2 separate regions of the Danio rerio genome follow, and region 2 is linked to region 1. A link is a contact called in public Hi-C data. All regions are on one chromosome and are shown on one strand. Each heading gives the region's core, a stretch centred on a gene start, on an enhancer-like site or on the middle of the called end of the contact. The rest is flanking DNA. Distances are from core to core; before and after follow the strand shown.

The links. Hi-C and Micro-C count contacts between places; a contact is called where the count stands out from the background.
Region 2: a contact with region 1 is called in a Hi-C map of hematopoietic stem cells, with 2.6 times the contacts expected there. The contact joins the enhancer-like site here to the promoter of zgc:77151 in region 1. A contact is called at or near these places in 1 of 18 Hi-C or Micro-C datasets (hematopoietic stem cells) and 1 of 4 datasets of contacts at active chromatin or transcription factors (embryo).

Annotation. Positions count from the first base shown.
Region 1 is chr21:40,687,060-40,694,206 of GRCz12tu, reverse strand. It overlaps zgc:77151, which reads left to right and starts at 3,598. Exons shown (of 10, transcript NM_205565.2): 1 at 3,598-3,695. The coding sequence starts at 3,675.
Region 2 is chr21:41,000,974-41,008,120 of GRCz12tu, reverse strand. No RefSeq gene overlaps it. Among named protein-coding and RNA genes, the nearest start is that of nsd1b, 11 kb to the left of the region's middle. Within about 2 kb of position 3,125, at least 37 of the 62 cell types and tissues checked have an H3K27ac peak or open chromatin away from gene starts, as enhancers often do.

The sequences.
Region 1 (7,147 bases), core at 2,349-4,848:
CTTTAAAAATTGTAGGTACTATATTATATAATTTTGAGGTACCATTATGACCCCCTTAAGTACAAATGTGCACCATTTGAAAAGGTACCACCCCAGTGACAGTTTGCATATCTTTATTTCTGAGAGTGTAGGCTAAATGAAAGCAGTATTAATATGATTTTATTAGTAATATAAAAACAATAATGCTTTTTTCTATTACTTTGTAATTTTCTATGTTCAAATATATTCCTACTAATATTGTGAGCGTATAACTAAATTATAGTTTTCAATGTTATTAATTATAACAAAGTAGGTGTTTGTCTGAGTTAGCAGTTAATATTTGTTTTATTCTTTAAAATTATATTAATTGTTTAAAAATTTTACCCATGTTTTTAATGAAATGGGTGTCTCAAAAATGAATATAAAGATTGATCCAATTTTACTAAGATTAAATTCATTCCAGTAAGACTTTTGTTTTAACTGCAGATTAATATTGTATTAGTATTTTATTAGATTTTTCCCACAATTCATTTTTTAAATATTTCACAAATAAGAGTGAGGAAATTTTCACAGTATGTCTGGTGATATTTTTTTTTATTCAGGAGAAAGTCTTATTTGTTTTATTTCGGCTAGAATAAAAGCAGTTTTTAATTTTTAAAAAAGCCATTTAAAGGTTAAAATTATTAGCCCCTTGAAGCTGTATTTTTTTTTTGATAGTCTACAGAACAAACCATCGTTATATAATAACTTGCCTTATTACCCTTACCTAGTTAACCTGGTTAAGCATTTAAATGTCACTTTAAGTTGTAAAGAAGAGTCTTGAAAAATATCTAGTCAAATATCAATAACTGTAATCATGAAAAAGATAAAATCAATCAGTTATTGGAAATGAGTTATTAAAACTATTTTGTTTAGAAATGTGTTGAAAACTATTATTTTGAGAAACTCTTCTCTCTGTTAAACAGAGATAGGGAAAAAAAACGAGGGGCTAATAATTATGACTTTGACTGTATATAAACAACAATATTGCTATTAATAAAACATTTTATTGTTATTAAAGTAATTAAAAAATAGATTACAAACAAATACGCTGGTGTACCTTTATCCAAAAACCTATTTATTAATTTATTAATTTTAATGTATCAGAAAATAGTGAATCTATGTCTTTTAACAAAAATAAATAAATATATGAATACATTTAAGATCATTTTATTCAAATGACATTGTAAAATTATTCCTAAAATGAATTTGGGTGGTTGAAGGTTCACCAAATCAAAGCTATTTCTAGTTTCATAAGATTCACTAGATCTTCGACCGCCATCCGCAATAATAAAAGCAGAAGTGCAAATGTAAACGCAGGGACAGTGAGCAGCTGTAGTGTGACGTCCTGCTGTCTCTGATGGACCTCAACATTTGTTCTGCCACAAGCACAGGGTGAAGATCACGGGGGAGGACGAATAACAAACTATATCAGTTCCAAAAATGAAATAAAACAAAATACAAAAATAATCGTTTAATAACAAAAAAAATAATTGTTATAGCAATTTATTAAAATTATTACATGTAAGCTAATTTGTATACTGATAGATAGTTTGTTCTAATTTGACCTAATTTCTAAAGGTAATTAATTCAAGTTAAAAATAAGTATATAATTTTCTCTAAAATGAGCATTTTTATCAGGCTCCTGTATATATGTTCAGTAAGATCACTTTTATGTGTGTGTGTGTGTGTGTGTGTGTGTGTGTGTGTGTGTGTGTGTGTGTGTGTGTGTGTGTGTGTGTGTACATATATATATATATATATATATATATATATATATATTTTTTTTTTTTTTTTTTTTTTATTGTGTGCAGTTTGAAACTCTTAATTTGTATAACTGCAGCAAGGGTAATAGACACAAGACTAACTTCCCTGACATGGGACAATAAAGTTTACCTTACGTCAAAATATTTTTATTAATTATTAATTTTGATCAATTGGGTTTTGCTAAAGAAATCTTTTATGCACGATAACAGAAAACATGATTTGTGAAAATTAATAACAATGTTTTATTTATGTAAAAAAATGTGTTGTTTATTTGTTTATGTTTTATATGAAAAACAGTTTTATTTTGGTTTTATATAAAAATCTACATTAAACATTTATAAGAAGTTATTTTGCAAAACATTTTTATTTAACATTAAACATTATTATTTATTTATTTTTAATTTTTGCAAATAAATTTTTCAATGCATGAGAAAAAAATACATGAATTCTGAGAAACAACGCAAATTTGATCAATTTTGCAAATTAATTTAATATATTCATTTTAATAGTGATTATTTTATTTTGAATAATATAAATTATTAAAAAAATAATTAAGTTAATTTCCAAAACTGACTAAATGTCTATTATTTTTTGACCAATCATGTTTTTGTTTTTTGCAAAATAAACTATTCTGTGTATTATAAAAATTATAAACAGCTTATCAGACTTTCAAATAAACTTCATATAATAATTTTAATATTGATTATTTTATGTTATAAAGGTTTTAAAAAATAAAATAAACCCTTGGAAAAGGCTGAAAAAAACGACATCTGTTATTTCAAGAGAATTATCATGTACACACTCACCCTGAACTTCATTAGTTTCAATAAAATTTTATTTTATTAAGGTTTTCAAATGAAAGAATCAATATTAAAATTAATATATGAAGCTCATGTTCAAAACTAATAGCATTGTTATTTATTTTGATCAATTATTCCTCAATACACAATAACAAATTAGCTAAAAAAAAATGTAGTGTGTGTTTTTGCAATTGAATACGTTTCCCTTTCCCTTCAAAAATTAGTTGAGCTCCTTCATCCAATATCCATTTGTTAAATAATACTATATAATCATGTACAATCCTAAAGATGTTTGGCAGTTCTACAGCGTAAACAACCTCGAGTCGACCATATTTCCATGCATTTCAGGTTTCTGATGTCAGCAAGAGCAAAAAAAAATAAAAATTAATAAAATGTCACAGCCATTGTCTCGTGAAAATGATCACGTGCGCACTCCCCCTGCTGGAGAACAAAAATAGCTCATTTTATATTGTTCATTATTAAAATATCTCCATATCTACTTAACATTTAAAAACGCAATCTCATTCAGACGACCGTCAGACGACCGTGATGGCCAACAAGACTAAAAACAACCAAATCTCCCCTATATATACGACAGACAAGCATTATATATCACAGCAGCTATTGTGCTTTTTAAAATCAATATATGATGCTTAATTTGAAACATTTCACGCCAAGGCAATCATTAAAATTGTTAAGAAGCCGAAGTATTTATTTTACGTGGTCAAAAATCAGCAGTTTCGCTGAAGCAGAGCACGCATGCTCTGTACCGCACTTAAATATATATTGTCTTGAAATAGGGATTTCAAGGCTCCATATTGAAATAGTGCTGCATTTAACGATCACTGTCAGTCACCGGGTGAAATTAAGCGGCGAGCGTGTTTAAACAGGCAATTTAGTGCGCGATACATAACATATATTAAAGTTCTTTTGGCAAACGGAGTTAAGCCACACCTAGATCCTGCCCTATTTTCACAAAAAAGCACAAGCTTTTCTTCAGCTACGTTTATGTGTGTGCCGGTGCTGTTAGTACCCGGCTGTGTAACTTGATAGGGGGCATCGAGAGGGATAAGGGAATGTAGAGTTGCAATGGAGCAGAGTACGATACAGGTAAACTGAATTACAACTTTAAACTGTTACTTTGTTGCGGCTCGGGGCTCCGGCGCGCGAGCTCCAAATTTGCCCCTTTGTTTTTAATTACAAGCGTGTTTATTTTGCAGCAGATGCTCCCTCGACACGTCGTAATATTTGAACTTCGCTTAAAATGCCGAATTGATTCCTCTCCAATCAAGCCAGGCGAACGCTTGGAAATATTGCCTTGTCTATATTGGCGAGAAACTTTTATTTGTGGCGTTTCTGACGCGTCCGAATTTTCCTGGTCGCGTTTTGTGTAAAGATTTAGCCCAATATCAAGAACGCGTGCGTTTAATATTTCGATTTCCCCCACGTTAATGATTAATTTCTTTGTGTGTCGTGTTGACTACATAGATTCTCCCTCTTACCCCCACCCCCACATTTCTCAAACAGATTTCTGTTTATTTTTCTAATAAATGCGACGCTAATAAAGCCCGCGAATTTAAAGGGAAAGCATTGCGTTTATTTCTCGATCCGTCGACTTCTTTATCTCGATGAAATCGATTTCATCTCGCCAGTTTTAAGCACGATATTGAAAATGACGTGGTAATGAAACTTCTAGGAAGAGGTAAACTTGGTGGAGCTGCTGATTTTTATTTGAGATTACGAAGTTATTTCGTTAAGCTTATTGTTTACCGAGCCTGCGGTGTTATTTTGGATTAATGTAGGCTAATATTGTTTATTTTGTATTGGTTTATTTATTATTAATACAATATCATTCGTGTTTGCTAGGTCTGCTTAGCTATATAGCAGCACTAGCTTACGTTTTTTTTGTCTTGATATATGAGACCTTTATGTATGTGGCAATCGGAAGTTGACAAAAATATGTTGTTCATATTGAATGAATACCAGTATTATTAACCATCGGAAAACACCCGGATTGAGGACGTTGTTTATCGTGGTTGTTATTATTAAAAAGATTATTTATATAAATATTATGAACACTGTTCATCATCAGATCGTCTATAATGTGATCCTTTGTTTAATTTGAGTACTAATAAATAAAAATATTTTTTAGCGAAGCAAAAGCTCCAAGGTCATTTTGGTTGTCTTTTATAAATCATTCTCTTGCTCTTTATGTGTGTTTTTTATTATTATTGTTTATTTTGTTTTTAAGTTATACTCACTTTGGTGTTTGTTGGAGTGTAAAGTAAAAAGTTGACAGTCAGATGTGTATTGTGGTTGAACTGCAAGACTAGTTCTCTGTTTTACCAGTAGGCGCTCGACATGTGGACGCCGAGTTTTGTGTCCTATGATTGGTCAGTTTTTGGGTGAATATGTGGGTTACCGGTGGGGGTGGGGCAATGGTGACTGACTGACTGACTGACCCATGACTGTCTGACTCGGGTAGCAGCTCTGTGATTGACAGCCAAAGTTAAAATACTGTAAGTCTGTCAAGCTCAGGCCTCCTTCAGGAGGATATACTGTACCCAACCTGTTTCTGTGGAAAACACTACATATAATGCTTTGTTTGTGTGAATGTAATGCGGGGAATATGTGCACATGTGCATACACTTTAAAAAAAGTTTGGGATCCACACAATCCCTACTTGTCCCTATAAATAGGTTATGGGACGATAATCTTTTTTTTAAGGTATACCATGGTTTAGAAAAGTCAAGTTTAAAACCGCCAAAATCTGCTGTAAAACCGTTCCCATGGTATGTGTAAGATTTTTTTTTTCACTTTTAGTTTGTTTTTTTAAGACAGCAGTGCCTTCAACAGAAAAAATATTCAATGATGGCCTTTTAAATCGTAAAGAAATCTGTGTAATAGAAACTAGTGAATACAGCAGAAGTCTGATTCGTTTGAATTATTTAGCCTGACATGTTTACTGCTCCAAAAGATTAGAAATCTTTCAAAAAACAAGGTGTATTGTGTTCAAATGGGAAGAAAAGTTTTAGTTTTTTACTCCAGCATTCAAAAAGAATATATTTTCGAGCCGTAATCGCAATACTGTAATACTTCTGTGATATTTTTATCCAATAGTATCATACTGTCATAATCTTACCGTGACCCAATGCCTAGTCCTAACACAAATCGATTATTTAACAAAATAACTTTTACAAGTGGATTGAACACAACCCGATTGTGTTGTTTCAACTCATTTTAAATGAGCAGCTTGAACAAGAAGCTAAAGTAATTTTTATGAGCATATTGCATTATAAACTGTTTACCTTATTAATATTTTTAAACCCTGCGATGGATGCCAATAACTAATAAATAAAGAACAGATCTCGCTGTAATCTAGTTTATTTACATAGTATGCATTTTCCCATTCAAACTAATATTTGGTTTTGGCAAAAATATCTTTATAATTATTTTGTAATCTTAAAAGTCTTATCAAATGTATTCCAGTTAGCCTGTAGCATTTTGTAGTGCTTTGGGTTATAATAATTAGTTTTTTAGTGTGCTGGTAACAGTTTCAAGAAATAAAATCACAAGAACAATAATGCTATTATCAGACATATTTAGATTTTTGTACTGTTCAGTAAGCTTTACTACTTACTCTAATAAATTAAAGCTTTAATGTGTTGTTTTTAAAATATTGTGTCTATTTGATGTTGTTGTATCAACATATTACTAAAAGGGTTCTATATACGAGGCAACTATGATAAATGAAGTATAAGGATATAAAAATGCTAATTTTATTGAAGGCTACATAAATGTAGTTGATAATCAAACTTGTAACTTTATTCATGCATTTTGTATTTTATTTTAAAAATACTGTTGAAGTCAGAATGTTTATTTTTTTTGCCCGTAATTTCTGTTTAACAGAGATTTTCCGACACATTTCTAAACACCAGTTTTAATAACTTATCTCTAATAACTGATTTATTTTATCTTTGCCATGATGACAGTACATAATATTTTTCTAGATGTTTTTCAAGACACTTCTATACAGCTTACTGTGACATTTAACGGCTTAACAAGGTTAATTAGGTTAACTAGGCAGGTTAGGGTAATTAGGCAAGTTATTGTATTACAATGGTTTGTTCTGTGGTCTATTGAAAAAAATATATAGATTAAAGGGGCTAATAATTTTGACCTTAAAATGGTTTTTAAAAACTGCTAGCCGAAATAAAACAAATAAGACTTTCTCCAGAAGAAAAAATATCAGACAAACTGTGAAAATTTCCTTCCTTGCTCTGTTAATCATCATTTGAGAATTTCTTTAAAAAGAAATAACAATTCTAAGGGGGGCAAAAAATTCTGACTTCAACTGTAGGTGGACATTTAATGTTTTAATGCATTTGATCTTTTTCATTCTGTATATAAGTATCAACAAATAAAATGGCAAAAAAAAAAATATTAAACATTTTTTATATCTATATTTGAGCATATGTTTACCATTTATTTAAAAGACTTCAACCATTTTAATATGTATCGTTTATAAAATATTGTACGTTCCTTATATAGTTTTTAATTGA
Region 2 (7,147 bases), core at 1,876-4,375, 310 kb before region 1:
GTCTTTCGAACCACCCAAACCCAGTTTCCTTTTCAATTAATAAGAGCTGTAATTTACTGAACTAAGCTTGTGGCAGTCACACCTTAGAACAGGTTTGAAATATGGCTCAAAATAATAACACAGCAGTTTTTATAAGAAAAGGTTCATGGAAGAAATGTTTAACCCTTTACTACATTTTAAATTTTGATAATACTAATTATATTCATTTTTGTCATGTGTGACAGTTAAAATAAAACATCATGTCAACAACCCTTACAACCAAATTCAAATGATTTATCCAAAAACAACAATATTAACAATTACATGCAAACATAACATTTTAGCCAAAAAACATAATATAATCCTAATGTAAGGCTAATTTTAGGGCCACACAAAGTTACAAATATGTTCTAATAGATGTCCAGCAGATCACATGCTGTTTTTTGCTTATGCCCCCTAGTGGAAATTTATTTCAACCTTGACCTATTAACCCTTAAACAGTCATTCAGTAGACTATTTGTCATTTGGTAATTAATTAGATCACAAGATGTCTGTTAATCAGTTGGTAGACTTATTTTGTGCTCAGCAACAACAGTAAACAAAACTATTGCTTGGATATTTCAAGGATAAATGTGGTTAAAATAATTTTGCTCTGAAATTAATCTGAATGCAAATTTTAATTATACTGTACTATTCCATTAGATTAATTTTAATAATTAAAGTGTTACATTGTCTGTTTTCCCATATGGGATATATACAGGGACAAGCAGAGACACTCTACAGTTTGACAAATATTGCTCCTGTTGGACAACATAATGTCTTTTTCAGGCTTTTCTAGTCGAGAATGTAGTTGTTTAGATTGCAACTATGCAGTTCATTTTTAAAGATGGTGCCCATTTTTAAAAAATCATAATTTCTGAGCATTGGATTTAGTGCATCGGCCGCCATCAGACTGTCTGAGCAGATCAAAGAAAGTGACGGTTGACGTTCCACCACAAGATGGTGACAGACACTGCAAAATAAGTCAGAAAACAGGATTTTCCTAGCTTAAATTTCATACTACAGCTGATCAAATCATAATAAATCTGGGACATTCTGAGTCTCGGTAGATCTTGAAATGTGAGCAAAATCACGTTTTATCATCACTTTAGACATTACGCTAGAGAATCATTCAATATTAGCTCTAAAGTGACGTTGGTGAATGAGCAACAGTTTCTGCTGTTTTGACGTCAGCTGCATGTAAATGAGTGGCAGAAGAAAGTAGTTCCTCGTACAAAAGGGTTTTTTAAACTCACCGTGTTTGATTTTCTTTTAACACACGATCATTCGAACTGTTGTATAAAGCAATATCCCACTCGTAACAGTGCAATAAGTTTGTATATCGTCACTGGTGGGGGTGATTAAGGCACTCCGCCTCTGGCTTTGAGTCAATGCATGCCTCCCACCAGTGCTGATATACAGCCATATCGCACTGCTATAAGTGTGATACTGATCATATATATATATATATTGCCCTCTGAAGGGCACTTTGGATAAAAAACAACAATCATGGCTACCATATTGAAGTGTCGTTCCAAATGGAAGTGCTCAAAACTGGAAAATTTCGAATGGCCCTTTGAAATGAAGATTTTTAAAGGATACAACTGATAGACACTTCAGACCATGATCCTTTTTGCAGGTAGTTGTTAGGAGTTACACACTGCATTAAATATGGAGGTGCTCATTCCTATACTCTAGTCTCTTCAGAGGGACCCTCAGGAGGGATTAGGGCATAAGGATCAGCATCAGCCATTCTGAATGGAACCAGCTGTTTAATTATAGGCCTACTGAAAAGGCACCTATGCTGAAAAATCTACTTTTCAAGCAGTTTGGACAGACATATGTGTAGATAAAGTATATAGACTGTCATATTGGGGTGATATAAACACACCCAGTCCTTTTTTTTAAGTTAACAACAAAAAACGGTGGACCAATCGGAGTGGTTTTGAGATCGACCGCAACTTGAGGTAGGAGTGCAGTCCCCCCACCTACCAATTGACAGGAGTGCATTACCATATCCTCAGTTTGTTGTTTTACATCTGCCATTTTCAGTGTGTGAGTCAAAGCGATGTCACCAAAGGAACACCCTTGCTTTATTTTTATATGTAAAGCTCTTTGGGCTCAACACAAGATCGCTCTCATTGGCACCATTGTTTGTAACTTTAGGTGGGTTTGCAAATGTGTACTTTTCATTGCGTCTTCCTTAAACTTGAGCTGTTTGCATTTCCCTCGATCACAGAAGCTCCCTGTCATCTCAACTAGGTGCGGCTGGAAAGTGCGTGCACGTCCCTCCCTTTATTGGAAATAACAAATTTGGCTTAAGCTCTGGTCGCACACCAGAAGCCCAGTTCAGCGACGTGCAGCGTCGTGCCACGCAGTGCCATGCATTTTAGAATTCTAAACATAGGTTTCTATCGTGGTACACACATTGCCGCCGCAAGTCCGCGGCTATCTGTGGCTTCGGCTCCTTGTTAAGTTGGGCGGGAAGTAGAAACTAATTTCCATGTGAAGCAACACTCCCCTAAAACAACGACCTGTGTACACACCCCCAAAATTTTTAACACTATAAAATAACAAAATCTAAATTGTGTTTTGAACTAAACTTGCACACTCTGAAGAACCATAATATTAAATCTTAAAAAAGAGGTAGACTAGCTGCCCTTTAACACTTCAAACTATGAAAACTAGTAACATATATCACAGGCAGAGGGCAGCACAACTCAACAAAAGATTTTAAGGAGACCACACTGCCTTGGGCCTGTCCCAAATGCCACATTTTACTAGGATTTGAATACACTCATGTGTGTCCATGTTTAAAAGACCATATCAGTACATTTGTCATATTTTCTGATTCTTTATGTAAAGTCTGGACTACCTCTAAACAGTCTATGAGAGTTTTTCCATCTGACAGAAAATGGAAAAATACGGAGTGTCCTGAGTAAAGGCTACACGGCGCCATATGCTAATACAGAGCAGCTAATCTGCCGAAGGAGCCTGGTTGTCACCATTTCTCAAAGAGAGTTCCGGAGGCCTGCATGTCTGAGTCTGTGTGTAGAAGTCTTTTCCTGTTGTTTGAGATTCCACTCTCCACCCCCGTTGTTTTCCTCCTTAACCTCTGACCCTCACCATCCCAGCTGACAGCTGTCTTCATTTGTGACAGCTCTCTCCTGCTTTCTATCTGCCTCACCGCTTCCTTCCTTTTCCACATCCTCCCTTATACACAGCCTTTTAAACAGTCGTGAAATGATAGCATGAACTGGCAAGTAAAACCATGAGTGGTTGAGAAAGACTTAAGGAAATAAACGAGTCATTCAGAGTTTTATTGTACAAACAAAGACTGTATATTTACTGCACAAAAGCTAACAGAAACTAAATGCACAGCAAACTGTTCACTTTTTGTGGCTAAGGAACGTAAACAGTAGGTTTTAAACCAAAAAATACATAGTTAATGATATATTTCAAGTTCAGGCCTGTAATTTGACTTCATGTGGATAAGGAAATTATATTTTGCATGCTACACTTGATTCAAAAGACTGTGACGAATGACGTCTTAAGCTCATTATGAAGGGTTACGTCCTGTTTTGTCTTTGGTCATGATTCAGAATGTGTTTCAAACTGCTGCCATCTGTGGATTTACATTGAGGCAGAGAGTAATTTTCTCCACTAGATGGAGTCAATCGCTTTTTTATTTATAGACGCACTATGACGATCATTCTGAAGTCAATAGCTACTGTTTTGTGTTTAAATAAGCTATCAACGCATATTAATGTTTATGAAAAATGAAGCCTTTTGTTTAACTAAGATTTTTCTGCATCTGAAATGCACAGCTGATAAGATTATACTTACATTTGTGTCTCATCCATTAGTGATTATGAAGGACAAAACTACACTAAAAAAGATGACTCCTGCTTGTTCAAACTGCCTCTTTAAAATAAGCTGAAACAACACAACTCGTGTAATTTCTTTGGCCAGTTTATTTGTTTTATGTTCAGTCCACTTAAATTTGTAAACCGTTAAAATAATTTAAACATTTTGTGTTGGGACAACAAGAAGGAATTGTGTTGCTCCAACTATCTGGTTAGAGGATTTGTAGTTCCAGCATGCTTAGCGTGGGATTAAATTAAGAGATGGAAATGTTGACAATAAAAGTAATGTTAGGTGGTTAAAGTTAATAGAAAGACTTGTTAAGAGTTTAATCTTGACTTTAGTTTAAATATTTAGAAGACTTTCATGTAATGCTTTGAGTTTTGAGATGCACTCTTGCTTTGGGAGTTAGCAGCTTAATTAGCAAAAATGAAGTTTGTTGCTTTGCTCAGTGAGCAATAACTGTCTTAAAATTAGTTCTGAGATCAGTCTCAATCAACTGTATGTGTAATGTGCTCAAAAATGTCTCATTTAGTTAATTTAGGATAACTTCAAATAAAAAAAAAAAATAAATAAAAGAGACTAAAATGTATGACAAAGTACATACATGATGTATTCAGACCTTTAAGTTTAAATTAAATAAAAACACAAATGTATTTAAGCTTGTATTTGATAAAATCATGTTGGACCAACTGAATTTAATTTAATTGTGTAAATATTTTTTATTTTAGTTGGTTCTAAACAAATTTATTGGATGGAAATCCTGCCCTCAATTAAATTAAGAGTTCATCCAGTTTTTGTAGTTGTAGTTTGTAAGGAGTGTAGCAGTTAGTTACACTTTCATATATTTTTTGGTCCCACTTTATATTAAGTGGCCTTAACTAATATGTACTTACAATGGAACTAATAGTTTGTTACAATGTACTTATTGTGTAAATACATGTATTTACTGTGTACTTAATTTTGATTAAATACATATATGTAATTACATCTGTAATTAACTTTTGTAATTACATTTGTAAATACACTGTTGACCATCCCTTACACCTTAACCCACCCTTAAACCTACCCATGCCACCAAACCTGTTCATAACCCAACCTCTATCCCAACTCAAAAGCACCACAAGTGTTCTCAAATACATTATAAACACAGTAAGTACATTGAATTTATTTTTTTGATGTAAGTACATAGTAGTTAAGGAAACTTAAAATAAAGTGGGACCTATTTTTTTAACTGTTTATGAGTATTAAAAAAAATCATAGGGGTTATAAATGTAATATCTCTGTGGCAAGGTACTGTGCATCCAGTGGAAGCATCGTCAACTGAAAAGAGCTGGTAACACGTGTTCTGTTAAACTAGAAACAAAATTGAGCAAAATTAGAATTAAACAAGTTACAATTTGAACATTCAAATGTATAACCTTTTAAAAAACAACTCATTTACTTGATGAGAGTGTTGACCGTGTGTGTAATTACCCAGCAGATTCACAATATCATAAGACGTTAATACTAGGTTGGATTTTGGTTGTGACGTCAGGTGACCAAAATTCAATGTCTTCCCAGAATCTAAGGACAAAATTATTTTGACATCCAATAATGAGGTTAAATGACATTGATATTTGGTTGATTTTTAGGTTGTGTTGGAAAGTGACCAAAATATAATGTTGAGCCAACATCTTAAACCAACGTCATATTGATGTCAAATACTGACTTTGGTCCCACTTTATATGAAGTGACCTTAATTAATATGTACTTACACAGGAATTAATGGTTTGTTACAATGTACTTATTGTGTAAATGCATGTATTTACTGTTTACTTATGCTTGATTAAATACATGTATGTAATTACATCTGTAGTTAACTTTTGTAATTACATTTGTAAATACACTGTTGACCATCCCTCACACCTTAACCCACCCTTAAACCTGTCCATGCCACCAAACCTGTTCATAACCCAACCTCTATCCCAACTCAAATGCACTACAAGTGTTCTAAATTGCATTATAAACACAGTTAGTACTTTGTATTTATTTTTTGATGTAAGTACATAGTAGTTAAGGACACTTAATATAAAGTGGGACCCTGACTTTTATTTGTCAGGTATGGCATCTAAATCCAATGTCTGATAAACATCATAGCGGTATCATCCACAAAACGTCAAGCAGCGACATCATTAGATGCTGATATTTGGTTTATTTTAGGTTGGACGTTGGACGTCGCCCTGTTGTTGGGTTCTGACGTCAACCCGATTTTCATTTCCAAACAAAATGCAATGTCCACACCACGTTGGGGTACAACGTCAATCTTACATCATGTTAACATCCTGTGCCTGCTGGGTAAATTGTTAATCTCCATAAAATAATAATAATAATAATAATAAAAAAACAGTAATGAGGAGCTTTTTCAGTTACAGATTGGAAACAAAAAGGCGGGAAAACAAGAACTCTAAACTCCAGCACAAAAAAACTTTTTCAGCATAATTTTTAAATTATTATTTAATTTATTATAGAATTAAATGTTCTAAATAGAACTTTTATTACATGTAAACTCTTTTAAAGAACCTTAAAAAAAGAGGTATGGTGTTTGTGTTTACTATAGTTCTAAGAAGAGTTGGTAACAGTTACTGATGTAGGATTATTTTCAATGCAAGGTGTTTCAAAAATGTATTACTGATAGCAAAATCTCCACTTTTATCTTAGCAGATTATGCTAAACCATATTGTTCTTGTACTGTGATTCAACACTAATATGATTGTAAGCCCTATAGCAATGAAAACGTAACCGTTCTTGACTGTGTCCTATGAACACTAGAGTACACTTCTGTTCTCATCACTCAAGCACTCATCCATCAATAAAACAGGCTTGTAGCTGAATGCAAGGCACAAAACCACACAACCATCCCGATGAACCAACTCCCGCTTCCTGTCATGGGAGACCATTAAAAAAAATGTCATTTCAATTACCCCTATTCTGTGCTATCCACAGCTTGGGCCTTTCATTATGGACACTGACTTACGCACATGCACACACATAAAAAATGTGGTGAAAAGAAGAGGAAGTCTTGAGGACTTTCAAAGCACCATTGGCAGGGAAAGCCTCTTGTGCCTGGAGAATGGGAGCAAGATGAATAACACGCACAGGGAAACAGCCGCCCGACACAAAGTGGACTGGAGTAGTCCATTCTAGTCGGGCGAGAGGGTCGACTTCTTGAGGGAGTAGGGGGTGCAAGGGGAACCCGGGGGTCCTCAGGAGCCCAGGACCTGCT